Regions from separate parts of the Ovis aries genome. Here region 1 is linked to region 2. A link is a contact called in public Hi-C data. All regions are on one chromosome and are shown on one strand. Each heading gives the region's core, a stretch centred on a gene start, on an enhancer-like site or on the middle of the called end of the contact. The rest is flanking DNA. Distances are from core to core; before and after follow the strand shown.

Evidence for each region. Hi-C and Micro-C count contacts between places; a contact is called where the count stands out from the background.
Region 1: a contact with region 2 is called in a Hi-C map of tail adipose tissue, with 1.9 times the contacts expected there. The contact joins the promoter of IL18 here to the enhancer-like site in region 2. A contact is called at or near these places in 3 of 16 Hi-C or Micro-C datasets (blood, skin fibroblasts and tail adipose tissue).

The regions. Positions count from the first base shown.
Region 1 is chr15:22,183,811-22,191,151 of ARS-UI_Ramb_v3.0, forward strand. IL18 (interleukin 18) reads right to left here and starts at 1,897. Exons shown (of 6, transcript NM_001009263.2): 1 at 1,738-1,897. TEX12 (testis expressed 12) reads left to right here and starts at 5,639. Exons shown (of 5, transcript XM_015100841.3): 1 at 5,639-5,665.
Region 2 is chr15:22,112,394-22,118,813 of ARS-UI_Ramb_v3.0, forward strand. SDHD (succinate dehydrogenase complex subunit D) reads left to right here. Exons shown (of 5, transcript XM_060399701.1): 5 at 1-677. It also overlaps the pseudogene LOC105602162. Among named protein-coding and RNA genes, the nearest start is that of SDHD, 33 kb to the left of the region's middle. Within about 2 kb of position 2,853, at least 11 of the 54 cell types and tissues checked have an H3K27ac peak or open chromatin away from gene starts, as enhancers often do. A contact at or near this core is called in tail adipose tissue, where this site is marked.

The DNA.
Region 1 (7,341 bases), core at 647-3,146, 70 kb after region 2:
TGAATGAATTAATATAAGAATTCATTATATTTACATAGGGATATTATGGACAAGCCAGATTTAAAAAGATATTTTGAAGGAAGATCTCAAATGCTATTAAATCTTCCTTCAAAATATCTTTTAAAATCTGGCTTGTCCATAATATTGAGTTGGACTATGAAGAAAGCTGAGTGCCGAAGAATTGATGCTTTTGAACTGTGGTGTTGCAGAAGACTCTTGAGAGTCCCTTGGACTGCAAGGAGATCCAACCAGTCCATTCTGAAGGAGATCAGTCATGGGTGCTCTTTGGAAGAACTGATGCTCAAGCTGAAACTCCAATACTTTGGCTACCTCATGTGAAGAATTGACTCATTGGAAAAGACTCTGATGCTGGGAGGGATTGGGGGCAGGAGGAGAAGGGGACGACAGAGGATGAGATGGCTGGATGGCATCACTGACTCGATGTATGTGTTTGAGTGAACTCCGGGAGTTGGTGATGAACAGGGAGGACTGGTGTGCTGCAAGTCATGGGGTCTCAGAGTCGGATACAACTGAGCAACTGAACTGAACTGAACTGACTGAGATAGTTACAGGTAGGCATGAGCTTCCTGGTAGCTCAGATAGTAGAGAATCTGCCTGCAATTTAGGAGACCAATGTTCGATCCTGGGGTTGAGAAGATATCCTGGAGAAGAGAATGGCAACCCACTCCAGTATTCTTGCCTGGAGAATTCCAAGGAGAGAGGAGTTTGGTGGGTGAGCTACAGTCTATGGGGTCACAAAGGGTCGGACACAACTGAGCAACTAACACACATATACAGACGGCATAAAGAAGAATTTAAGAATTTAAGAATCTTCATTTAAGAAATGAAGATATTACTCAGCCCTTTCCTTGCTGTGAAATAAAATTCTCCCGGGGAATGCTATAATATTGTCCAATGTAGCACAGCATAAGGGTGCTGATGCAGATTCCATCAAGATTTCATATGAATAATTTTTTGTTTTTAAAATAGTTGATTCAGAGTTGAGGCTCCTTTTAAAGAGAAGCTTGTTTAACATTCTAAAGCAACGATTCTTGAGGGTTCATGAGGTCAAAGAAATTTTCAAAATAATTCTAAGATGTAATTTGTAATTTTCACTTTCATAAGTGTACACAACAGAGTTTACCAGGGGCTACATTTTGTGTGATATTGCATAGACTGAATGCAGAAGCAGATGAGAATACACCTGTTTTTTTTTTATTAGGCCAGATGTTAAAGAGTTTTGTAAAAATGAAAACAATTTCACTCTTCACAGGAGATTTTTTTTTGGTAATATATAGTTATCCATAATTTAAAATGTTATTTAGTTATTTATGCTAACATGTCATGTGCCTTTTGTTATCTTCAAATAAACAGGTCATTATTTTTTACATTTCTCAGCTTTAATTTCTAGTATAGCAAATGACAGTAATACAAGAAATAGCCCAGAGAAACAAAAATTCTTCAGGATCCTCAATAATTTTTAGGAGTATAAAGAGGTCATGGGGTCAGTATGTTTGAGAACATTTCCTCTAAAGTGATACTCTCCAAGAGTGGCTAAAAGAGAGAAAAAGATTTTCCTCTGACTAGGCTATCTATGTTCCTTATGTTGTTACCAACTAGTCTCCCATCATAGTGATGTGAGAGAAGTTGAATTCCTCTCAATCGCTTTTCTATCTTATCACTTACTTCTCATCTCCATGCTTGAGTTTCTAAATAGCAAGTAATGATATTTCTTACCTGTGCTCAATAGCTTCCTAGGAGAGGAAACGTGATCTGAACGGTTTGAGGTCCTTTTCTTTTCCTTATAGAAGACGGCAGCCCCTTCAGCAGCAGAAGCAGACCGCCAGGAGAGCTGAAAGCACTGGAAAGCAGAACTCTCTGCCGGTCCGGATCCGACAGCTGTCTGGGAAGGAGGGGGCGTAACCCGAGGGAGAAAGGAGGAAGAAGATGGAGGGAGGAGACTATTCTGGCACGCCTAGGACCCGCCTTCAAACGGGGCCTGTTTCCTAAGGCAGTGAAACCTGAAACAGTGTCAGAGAATAAGGATATTTCTTTTAGTATAAAATCATGTTAATGAAATCATTTCTTCTGTTGCAGTTCTGGCCCTTCAAAGTTTGTACCTCTTTCCAAGGTACACCCAAACACTTAAGAAAAAAAAAAAAAGCACCTGCTTGGTCAATCAGAAGCATTTTTCTCACATTAATTTTTCTCTCCTGAGACTTTCTCTTCAGGCTTTAGTGCATTTTCTCATCTAACTGAGCTGAATACCATGGGATGGCAGAAGCGGAAAACGATTTAACAACTGAACATCAGTGATGAATAATCTGCCCTAGGAGGGTAAGTCCTGTAATGTAACCACCCCACTTAAAATGAAACTGGTAAACAGCAGAGTGTTACTATCACAGCCTTGGAAATAACTAAGGGAAATAAGTTTCTTAGCTATTTTCTCTTGAACATGTGCTAAATTGCATTACCTTGCTAGCAAGGGAATTAGCACAGTGATTTTTTTTTTTCCCGCTTTTTTTGCCAGTTCAGAGACTGTACGGAAACAGGGGTTCTAGAATTAGGAAACAAAACATTTATAAAAACAGCTAGTTGAGCTGTTTTCATTGTTGTTGCTTGTGTGTTTTTTTAGCTGTCAACAAGATAGGGTTTTCATTTCATAACGTCAAAGAAACGTTATGAAACAGTAGTTATTACAAAGGAAGTCTAAGATAGGATGGTTGAGGGTGCTTGGTACAGTGATTATCAGAAGGGAAAAAAAAGGCACACTTAAGAAACCAATGCAATATTGTAAAGCAATTATTCTCCAATTAAAAATAAATAATAAAAAGAGAAGTGTATGATGGGATTTTGCTGGTGGTTCACTGGTTAGGAATCTGCCTGCCAATGCAGGGAACAAGGGTTTAATCCCTGGTCTGGGAAGATTCCACAGGCCCTGAGGTAACTAAGCCTGTGCATACAGCTACTGAGTGCAGGCACCCTAGAGCCAGTGCTTGGCAATGAGAAAAGCCACTGCAACAAGAAGCCCATGCACTGCAACCACAGAGTAACCCCCAGTTGCTACAACTAGAGAAAGCCTGCACGCAGCAATGAAGACTCAGCACAGCCATAAATAAGTAAAGAATTTTTGAAAACTTTAAATGTGTCACTAAAACTGATGACAGGTTTCATCCTCTGTGTTGTTCAGTTGGGTCAATTAGCACAAAAGCATTAAGTAGAGTCAAACTGTGATTTAAATAAGCAGAGCACCAAGCAAGTTAATTTTAAATGGCCCATTGCCAATTATTTCTCTCCAGTTGTAAAAGTGCATAATGCATAATTTACCCATTTCTTACTTTAGGGACAAACATTTTTTTCTTTGACATAGAGCAACCCAAATGTGTCTATGTCCTACCTACTTCATAGGGTTGTTTGTGAAAATTAAATGAGATGATAGCTCTTTGAATATTTTAAAGTGCTGGACAATTATAACCCTCTGCACCCTCCCATTTACTCTCACTCATGTATTTTATATAATGGAAAAAAGATTTTAAAAAGAAAATGTCCATGGTATCCTTTTAATCCGATGTAAGCATTTATGTATTAGGTGGAATCATTTTTCTTAGCCCAATGTGCTGCAGTCCATGGGGGTCACAGAGAGTCAGTCACAACTGAGCTACTGAACAACAACACAAATTTTTCCTGGAAATATTTTAATAAGTACATAACTACCTGTTTGGCTATCATGCAATGTGAAGGCTGGGAGAGGAATTAGATCAGTATCTCTCAGACTTTTGGATTTAATGGACCATTAAGAATAACAACAACAGTAATGATAATAATGAAAAGATAAACATTGATTGGATAACTTTATATTTTACCAATTAAGGGTATTAAAAATTTTTTTTTTAATTTTATGTTTTTATTTCTTGAGAGGACACTTGAACACCAAAAAATTTAGGACATAGCATCAGAATGACAATGTTTTCCTTCATTTTTATCACAAATACAGAATGTTTCAATATACATTGCTACCAGGCCTAAGATGGTGATTAGAATCTTTAAAAAGACTATCAATTGTGTTCAGTTGCACCTACTCTTTTTTCAATTCCACCGACTGTAGCCCTCCAGTCTCCTCTATCCATGGGATTTTTCAGGCAAGAGTACTCCAGTGGGTTGCCATTCAGCTGCACATAATCATGTGGTCCAGTTTTATTGAATGACTTACATTTCACAATAATAGCAGCTCAAGGTAAACTGAGTCCCTTTTGCCTAGGAGTTGAAACAATTGGCTTTTTCACAAACAATAAATATATACACATAATACTTACAATTCTTTATAAAATAATTTTTTGGAAGCTGCCAATGAAGTCGACTAACATTTAAATAAGCCAAAGGGGGGGGCACTAATAATATGCATACATCAAGTATAATTTGCTGAGGTGCAAGACTGTTGACCTGGAATTTACAGGAAGTGTTATTGACCTTTGTTTTATGAGGTGATAGATAGCATATTGAAAAGCAGAGACATTACTTTGCCAACAAAAGTCTGTCTAGTCAAGGCTTTGGTTTTTCCAGTGGTCATGTATGAAAGTGAGAGTTGGACTGTGAAGAAGGCAGAGCGCGGAAGAATTGATGCTTTTGAACCATGGTATTGGAGAAGACTCTTGAGAGTTCCTTGGACTGCAAGGAGACCCAACCAATCCATTCTGAAGGAGAGCAACCCTGGGATTTCTTTGGAAGGAATGATGCTAAAGCTGAAACTCCAATACTTTGGCCACCTCATGCGAAGAGCTGACTCATTGGAAAAGATTCTGATGCTGGGAGGGATTGGGGGCAGGAGGAGAAGGGGACGACAGAGGATGAGATGGCTGGATGGCATCACCGACTCCATGGACGAGAGTTTGAGTGAACTGCGGGAGTTGGTGATGGACAGGGAGGCCTGGCGTGCTGCGACTCGTGGAGTCGCAAAGAGTCGGACACGACTGGGCAACTGAACTGAACTGAACTGAACTGATGGTTTTTATTTTCCTTCACAACTGAACATTAAATGTAGAATGTCTATCTTTTAAGTTGCAGGTCAAAGTCACCACATTAAAGCGCCCAATGAGAGTAAATTTCAAATACGTGAGCCACGTGTTACAAAATATTTTTTTGGAAGCTGCCAATCAAGTCGACTAAACTGAACATCAAGAATGGAATTTCTTAAAAAAACTATCATTCCCAAAGTTTGCTTGCACCAAAGAAAAGGAGGTGAAGAAACGGATGTTCTGGATACGGAAATCTCGGTTTGCTAAGGCACCGAAACTCAGGTTTACACCGTTCCGGCAAACAGACCATCTGCAACAGGATGTTACTTTTACTTGGAAAGTGGTGGTGGTGCGCTACTGCTTTGTGTTTCCTGTCTGAGGTTTCCAGAGGCTGGGACACACTGCCTTCCTCTGACAGTTCTTCTTAGTCTTTCTTTTTAAGGAAACATCCTCAGATTTCCCCCTTCTTCTCTAGACAAGCACTGGGGAAGCGAGAGTAGTTCTGTCTCACGAAGACTCCAAGCTGAAAGGCCGGCGGGGAGAAACCCCCTCTCAGTGGAGGCGGCGTGGGCGTGTCACGTGATCTGCGCGCTGCCTGCTGGGAAGGCCAACGCGGCAGCCTCCTCATTCCCGCGCTTCGGCCTAGGAGGAAGGTATGGGTCCTGGACTGATGTTGGAGTAGGGCAGCGGAGGATGAACGCCCAGAGGGTGTTCGTGTGGAGTGAAGCAGTGAGAGGGGGATGTTTCCTCGCAGGGTCTCTAGTGGGGCTGAAACGCTAGTGGGGAGGAAAGGAGAGGTGGGGTGGGTGGTGAGAAGCAAGGTAGGTGTGGTGGCGTGAGGGCCCCGGTGGGAAGAAAGAGAGGGTGAGGAGAAAACGATTGCTTAAGGCCGAGAAGTAGTACGTGGTAATGACGATGGCACCGACGCGCCAGGTTGCACAGCCAGGGTCCGGGACTGTGAACGGTTATATATTGAAGGTGGAGGCCCAGTCTCTTGACCAGGTTCAGCTGAGGCCTTTAAAGTGAAAGTGGTGAAAGTGTCAGTCGCTCAGTCACGTTGGACTCTTTGCGACCTCATGGACTTTGGCCCCCCCAGACTCCTCTCTCCATGGGATTCTCCAGGCAAGAATACTGGAGTGGGTTGCCATTTCGTCCTCCAGCTTAGCTTCTTGACCCAGTGATGGAACACAGGTTTCCTGCATTGCAGGCAGATTATCTTCTGAGCCACCAAGGAAGCCCAAAACTGTGACAGAAAAAGTCATCTGTTTTTTACAGAAGCAGAATTACCTAATTAAAAGAGTTTTGATTTGATATACATGTATGTTCTTTGAGTGAGGCGAGAAGAGGTGTAAAAGGGAAGAGAGAAAGAGGAAGGGAGACAAGAACAAATCTCATGTTGGCTTCCCTGAAACAGTCTCTTAAACTTCCCAAGGCAAACCGAGCACTACTGTGCATGTGTAGTATTTTTTTTTTTTTTAACAAATTAATGTTATAGCGCTTAAGTTTACATATTAGAAAGATACTGACAGCAGTGTAGAAGCACAGTTTGGAGTTTGCTGAACAGACATCTTTATTGTTTGTTGCTGCTGTCTTCATGTCATATATATGATTCTTAAATATGACTAAGCAAACAGATTCATTACAATATTCCAGGTCCACATAGTTTCTCAAAAAGCAAGCAAATTGATAACTTGAGTGTTGACAGGAATTCACATCTATTAAGATGAAGAGATATATCATTCTAGGTTTCAACATTTTCCAAGTTTAATCTTTCAGGCTCACAAGGTAATTATCTTCAGAATTTTTGAGAAAGCAATTTAAAACGAAAATTTAATGCTATATGAAGGTAAGATAGGACGGTAGAAAGAGAAGTCTCTTTTAGACTAGAAGAGATCTTGATTCTTCTAGTGGCCTAGTTTTACATGTTTGCATTTGGTCAGCTACTTCTGCCTCTATTGTTTCACCTCTGTAAAACTGAGATTGAATTAGATGAACTATAGGATTTTTTGGGCTTCCCTGGTGGCTCAGTGGTAAAGAATCTGCCTGCCAGTGAAGGAGGTGTGGGTTTGATCTGTGGGTCAAAGATCAAACTGTGCATCCAGAAGATCCCCTGGAGAAGGCAATGGCAACCCACTCCGGTATTCTTCCCCAGAAATTCCATGGACAGAAGAGCCTGGCTGGCTAAAGTCCACGGGATCTCGAAAGTCTCAAACATGAATTAGCGACTAAACAACCAATCAGCAAGATTTGTTTCAACATTAAGATTTTGTGAAGGCAGAAAAATCTTTTAATGAATCCTGAAACAAAGTAGAAAGTGCCAAAGAGACTA
Region 2 (6,420 bases), core at 1,603-4,102:
CCAGGTTCACTTGAACACCTGTGCTAATCGGCTCAACAGCAACAGGATTTACAACTTTTGAAAGAGCCTCCAAATCTAGGCTGAGGGTCAGGGTTCCAATGGACAACGGCAGTAAGTGTACGGCACCAGGGGCAGAGCCCTGATGGTCGACAACCAACACCACAGGCTGGGCCGAAGAGTCAGCTGTAGGCATAAAGACAGGCATAGGAGAAAACTGCATGATGGGGAGTTTAACCAAAGCCACTTTGGGCTTTGGTAAAAGCAACATCTGAGGGTACCTTGGAGCTGCTGGAAGAGTCTGTTGTTTGTCATTAGAGTTGCAAGAGTCTTCAGAGGAAGCCACCAGCTTTATTTCTAAACTTTCTAGTTCTGGAACGTCTGGTTGTGGAATTGGTTGGTTGCTCAGTGATTCAACGGTCTTACCGGACAGCTTCCAGCTGCGCAGGCAGTTTTCCATTTTCCTTTTCTTACTAGGTGGATCCTTGTGTTCTGCAGGGATCTCATGGCCAGTTCGGTAGCTGGCATAGGGGCAGCCACATGTGCACTGGAAGGTCTTGCCACAATCCTCTGCATGTCTTTTCAAGTCCCACTTGGTGCCATATGAATTGCTTCGCTTACTACATGTATGCTTCTTTTCAGCATGCACTTTCATACAGTGCTGTTTTGCAAAAAGAAAATTGAGAAAATGGTCTGTCAGGGCCTCTAGGGCATCCTTCAATTGGACAACAGTAGAATTTCAGTACAGTTTTCAAATCTTTTCTTATTGTTGGATTTACTGTGCCATCATGCAGACTACATCACGAGAAATGCTGGACTGGATGAATCAAGATTCCTCGGAGAAATATCAACAACCCAAGATATGCAGATGATACCATTTTAGTGGCAGAAAGTTAAGAGGAACTTAAGAGTCTCTTGATGAGGGTGAAAGAGGAGAGTGAAAAAGCTGCCTTAAAACTCAACATTCAAAAAATGAAGATCGTGGCATCCAGTCCCATCACTTCATGGCAAATAGATGGGAAACAATGGAAACAGTGTCAGATTTCATTTTCTTGGGCTCCAGAATCACTGCAGATGGTGACAGCAGCCACAAAATTAAAAGACATTTGCTCCTTGGAAGAATAACTAGGACAAACCTAGATAGTATATTGAAAAGCAGAGACATCACTTTGCTGACAAAGGTCCATCTAGTCAAAGCTATTGACTAGTTTTTCCAGCGGTCATGTATGGATGTGAGAGTTGGTCCATAAAGAAGGCTGAGCACTGAAGAATTGATGCTTTTGAACTGAGGTGTTGGAAAAGACTCTTGAGAGTCCCTTGCACACAAGGAGATCAAACCAATCAATCCAAAAGGAAATCAATACTGAATATTCATTGGAAGGGCTGGTGCTGAAGCTGAAGTTCCAGTACTTCAGCCATCTGATGTGAAAAACCAACTAATTGGAAAAGACCTTCATGCTGGGAAAGATTGAGGGCTAGAGGAGAAGGGGCTGACATAGGAAGAGATGGTTGAATGGCATCACTGACTCAATGGACATGAGTTTGAGCAAACTCAGGGAGATTGTGGAGGACAGGGAAGCCTGGAGTGCGGCAGTTCATAGGGTTGCAAAAAGTCAGAGAGACAAAGCGACTGAACAATTGTATACTATCAAACCAGTCCTGAGAAGTATTGATAAATGGTATCTTTTGCTTAACGGATGCTTCACAAGGTTTGGAGAAATATAGCTCCTGATAGGAGTTCCACAAAAAACAACAATATAAAATGTTAAAAAGGGCTTGCGAGAATGGTTCAGGCCAGCAACGTTAAGAGAGCCCTCGTCAGACTGGCTGCTTCCTTTGTGCTTGCTGCTGCTGCTGCTGCTGAGTCGCTTCAGTCGTGTCCGACTCTGTGCGACCCCATAGACGGCAGCCCACCAGGCTCCCCCGGCCCTGGGATTCTCCAGGCAAGAACACTGGAGTGGGTTGCCATTTCCTTCTCCAATGGATGAAAGTGAAACGTGAAAGTGAAGTCGCTCAGTCGTGTCTGACTCTTAGCGACCCCATGGACTGCAGCCCACCAGGCTCCTCCGTCCATGGGATTTTCCAGGCAAGAGTACTGGAGTGGGGTGCCATTGCCTTCTCCGTCCTTTGTGCTTAAGAGATGTAATGTCTGCTTTAGTAATCAGTGAGGGGATGATCCGAAGGTGGGTGATGGCTGTTACATATGAGCTGCCGGCGGTGGCTCTTGACCGGGTGCATGTGGAGCGCGGGGCTGTTGGGCAGGATCTTGCCGCAGCCGCGCACCGTGCACCGGGTGTTGGTCCGCTCTGCCCGGACGGCTCGCCACCGACGGCTGGGCTCCGCGGCCGGCTGCCTCTCAGCCGCCCGGGGGAACCCCACGGGCCGGAAGAGGCGGCGGCGGCGGCGGCTCCCCTCGCGGCCGCCGGGACGGCAGGGACGCCCGAGGCGAGAGCAGTGGGATCCGCCGCCGCCCCAGAGGCCACCATGGCTCTCGCATCGCGGCCGGATCAGGCTCCAAAAGTCTGTTCTTTGTGTCTCCTTTGCTGCTGGATCTTTGAGAGAGAAACTGTGCACAAGAAATAAGAAGACTGCTCCTTCTAATGGAAAGAAAGGGATATTTTTTGCTAAGGGACTTAAGATTAGCTTATCTAAATCTTTCCTGACCTATTTCAATATCTTCCAGATATACAGATTAAAAGAAAAAAAGCAGCCCTGCACTTAAAAAGAAACTAGGATATTATAAATAGAGAAGGAAGCAGCACTGTCCTTTGTCCACCAGCTCTCCTGCTTGTGGTCTACATAAGTCTTCCACTAAGCAGATGGATGTGGCCGATGGCTGATACAGAATGAATGGTGTCTCCTGAACAATGACTCAACCGTGTGGTGGCTCTGCCAAGTTTATGACCAGGGCACCTCCTTCTCATTCCCAAACTATGAACATTACTCATTCTCCCTCAAGGCTGTTACAGCAAAATTAGAGGCTTATTTGTCATTGATTTATTTTTTTTCCTATGACTTAGAAGCTTAAGGAATTCAGTAACTTTTTATTTATCTTCTTTGTCTTGCCTAATACATTTAATAATTCAAACTATTCTTTTGGCCAGATCAGGAGCTAACCGCTACTGATTATCTCTGGCTCAATGTACATTTTAACCCAACTATGCTCAACATCTCACTTTAAACACAGTCAGTCTGACATCTATCTTTTCCTAAGGTAAGTTGATCCTGACAATATTCTCCTAAAATTTGTCACCCATTGACTGACCCACATTTTTGTTTTTCCTTATTCATAGCCTTCAATGTAAAAGAAATGCAAACAGAAAATTCTGAACAATCTCCTTTGAGGACATTGCCCAGTTTCCTATTAGGTACAGAACAAGCTTCCTGACTTGGAAGACCCGTGATGTGGAGGTTTGAAGTTCTAGTTTTAGGGTTTCCCTTCTCTCTCTAAACATCAGTTCATTCTTATTTATTATTGTTGTTCAGTCACTAAGTCATGTCCGACTCTTTGCGACCCTATCAACGGCAGCATGCCAGGCTCTTCCGTCCTTCACTGTCTCTTGGAATTTGCTCAAATTCATGTCTACTGAGTTGGTGATGCCATCCAACTGTCTTGTCTTCTGTCGTCCCCTTCTCCTCCTGCCTTCAATCCTTCTCAGCATCAGGGTCTTTTCCAGTGATTCAGCTCTTTGCATCAGGTGGCCAGAGTTTTGGAGCCTCAGCACCAGTCCTTCCAATGAATAGTCAGGGTTGGATCATTTTTATATGTTTGACATTAAATTGCTTTTAGGGACTTCCCTGGGGGTCCTGTGGTTAAGAATTCACCTTCCAATGCAGAGGGCATGGGTTCGATCCCTGGAGGGGAAACTAAGATCCCACATGCCGCGGAGGAGCTAAAGCCCATGCACCACAGCTTGAGAGCTGGAGTGTTGCAATTAGACAAGCCCTCTCACTGCAACTCCTGAGGCCCTGTACTCTGAAGCCTGCAATCCACAACTAGGGAGCCTGCATACCGCAACAAAGACCCAGCGCAGCCAAGAAAAAAGAGCTTTTAAAACTTGGTGTACTGTACTTCATATCTGTTAAATGTTATCTAAAAACATTAATTGGCATTATTACATTAATTTTGCTTTTATATATGTACGTCTTCACTTGCTGTCCAGTGTTTGCTTTCACACTTCATTGCTCCTACTGTGAAGATGGGCACATTAGTCTATTGTAGCTTAATGACTGTAAGTCCTTATTCATAGTCACCGTTCTGTTTAGATAGTGCCTTACAGTTTGCAGAGAGATTTCACACAAATCATTATTATTCACTTGCTCATATGTAAAAAAAAAAATGTCAGTGTCTACCGTGTACCAGGCACCGTGCTGGGCCCTGCGATTATAAAGACCAAAGAGACACAGCGCCTGATCTCCAGCAGCTCACAGGCTAAACTGGGAGACACATAAGACAATAGACAGGATACTGTGGTCAAAAGTAAACTTCTGATAATGGTTTGGTTTTTAAATAGATCTTTTTAAAACTGAGAAGTGAATATATTGACTAATGGACACTTGGCACTTTTCCTATTTGACAGTTTTATTGTGTGTATGTGTGTGCATGACAACTGAATAAATTGGCATTTTAGCTTATAAATTAGTCTCTTAAGAGCACGGCCAAAACTTAACCCCTATTGGATAACTGGACAACTATAAGGACCTGATCCTTGAATTTAAAGCCTATAATCTGTGACCCTTGGTGATCTATCAAGGCTTACACAAACAGGGGAGCCCAGTCTGGTCAGTCTCCTGTTCCTGCTTTACTTCTCAACATTGACCAATAATGCCAATAAACAAAGGATTCCTGTAAAAGGTAAAACTTTCTTCTTCTTTGCTGGCACTTGTGTTGTAACTCACACATAAGGAGTTGAGCCTTTTCCCGTGCTGCTTTGTAACATTGGCATCATTCAAAGTGGAAATGTATTCTGATGGCGTAAGTGTTATTTCCTGGGTAATAAACATCTTGAATAGAGAAGTGAGTCAGCAGAGCCCATGAAACTGATGAACGAAAATTAGTCACAAGGGCAGTGGAGCTGCTTCATCTGAATATAACTTTCTCTGCAGATCCCCTTGAAACTGGGTGGAAGTCCCCACACCTCTTGCTCAATTCAGCAGCTGCGAGGGACAGCTAATGCAGTAGTACTCTGAAAATACCGCAGTGATAGCTGTAGCTATTTGGATATTCAGTAGTTAATCCATTTTAATTTGCTTTTTCTTTATAAGCTTTTAAAATTATGAATTATTAGGAATATTGTAATATCCAATTATGGGCTTCCCAGGTGGTGCTAGTGGTTAAAAAAAACACAAAACCTTCTTGCCAATGCAGGAAGTGTTTGAAAGAAGCAGGTTTGATCCCTGGGTCAGGAAGAGCCCCTGGAGGAGGGCATGGCTATTCTTGCCTGGAGAATTTCATGAGGAACCTGGCAAGCTACAGTCCCTGGGGCTGCAAAGAGTTGGACACGACTGAGTGACTGAGCAGAGAGCATCCAATTATAAGGAGAGATGATTAAGAAAAGAGCTCAGAGCCATAGCGAAAACTAAATGCTGTTTCATTCTAATTTGGGAGTGCTTTGGAATGAAGCAGTCCTGTGCTCTCAGAAAAAGTATGAAGATCTGATAGGATTCGGCGTGACTGCTTTGAATGTCAGTAGGACTAGTTTGGAATCTGATTACCTATCTCAAGGTCTCAGGAAAGTTAAAAGCTACCTTATTTCTTTTCTTCATTGCAAAGGAAAAGTAAACATTAATTTCAAACCTGAATTTTTGCACTGGGGACACAGAAATGTTATTTCTCAAGTTCTAAAGGCAGAACTTTGAGATTTCCTGCAGCTTCTTGACTCTAATGGAGGCAGTAAATCACTTACAGCAGAAATTACCCAAAGAAACCACTTGACTGGCCTTCCCTGACTATGGAATTGTGACTTCTTTCTCCATTGCTCAAGAAAGAGAGTATAACAATATCTTCCCTTCCCTCTTCCAATTTCCTTAGTGTGCCTGGTTCTGGGGTGGGGGTGGAAAATTTATGCATGGAACTCAGGATAAGCACCAAGAGTCCAAACTTTGCCCCAGCGTTTAAGGTTAGGGAGTACAGTGGGAGAGAAGCGGCATGGCTGACTTTAAGGCTTGGTGGCAGCTAAGGCCCAAATTTCCAGTTCCCTGTTATAAGATAACCATGATGACTGGAAATGGAACTAGTGAGCTGGCCTCAGTGCTGGTGGAGTGAGGAGGTGAAAAGAACAGTCCTGGAAACTGGCCTCATCATTTTTTCTGGGGGCAGGTTTGCCTCCCGGGAAGTAGTTGCTGTGAAACAGCTGTCATCTGGCGAAACTCTGAGTGAAATGACCACGAGGCAGGAGCTTGCCCTCTCTCGAGGAACTCCAG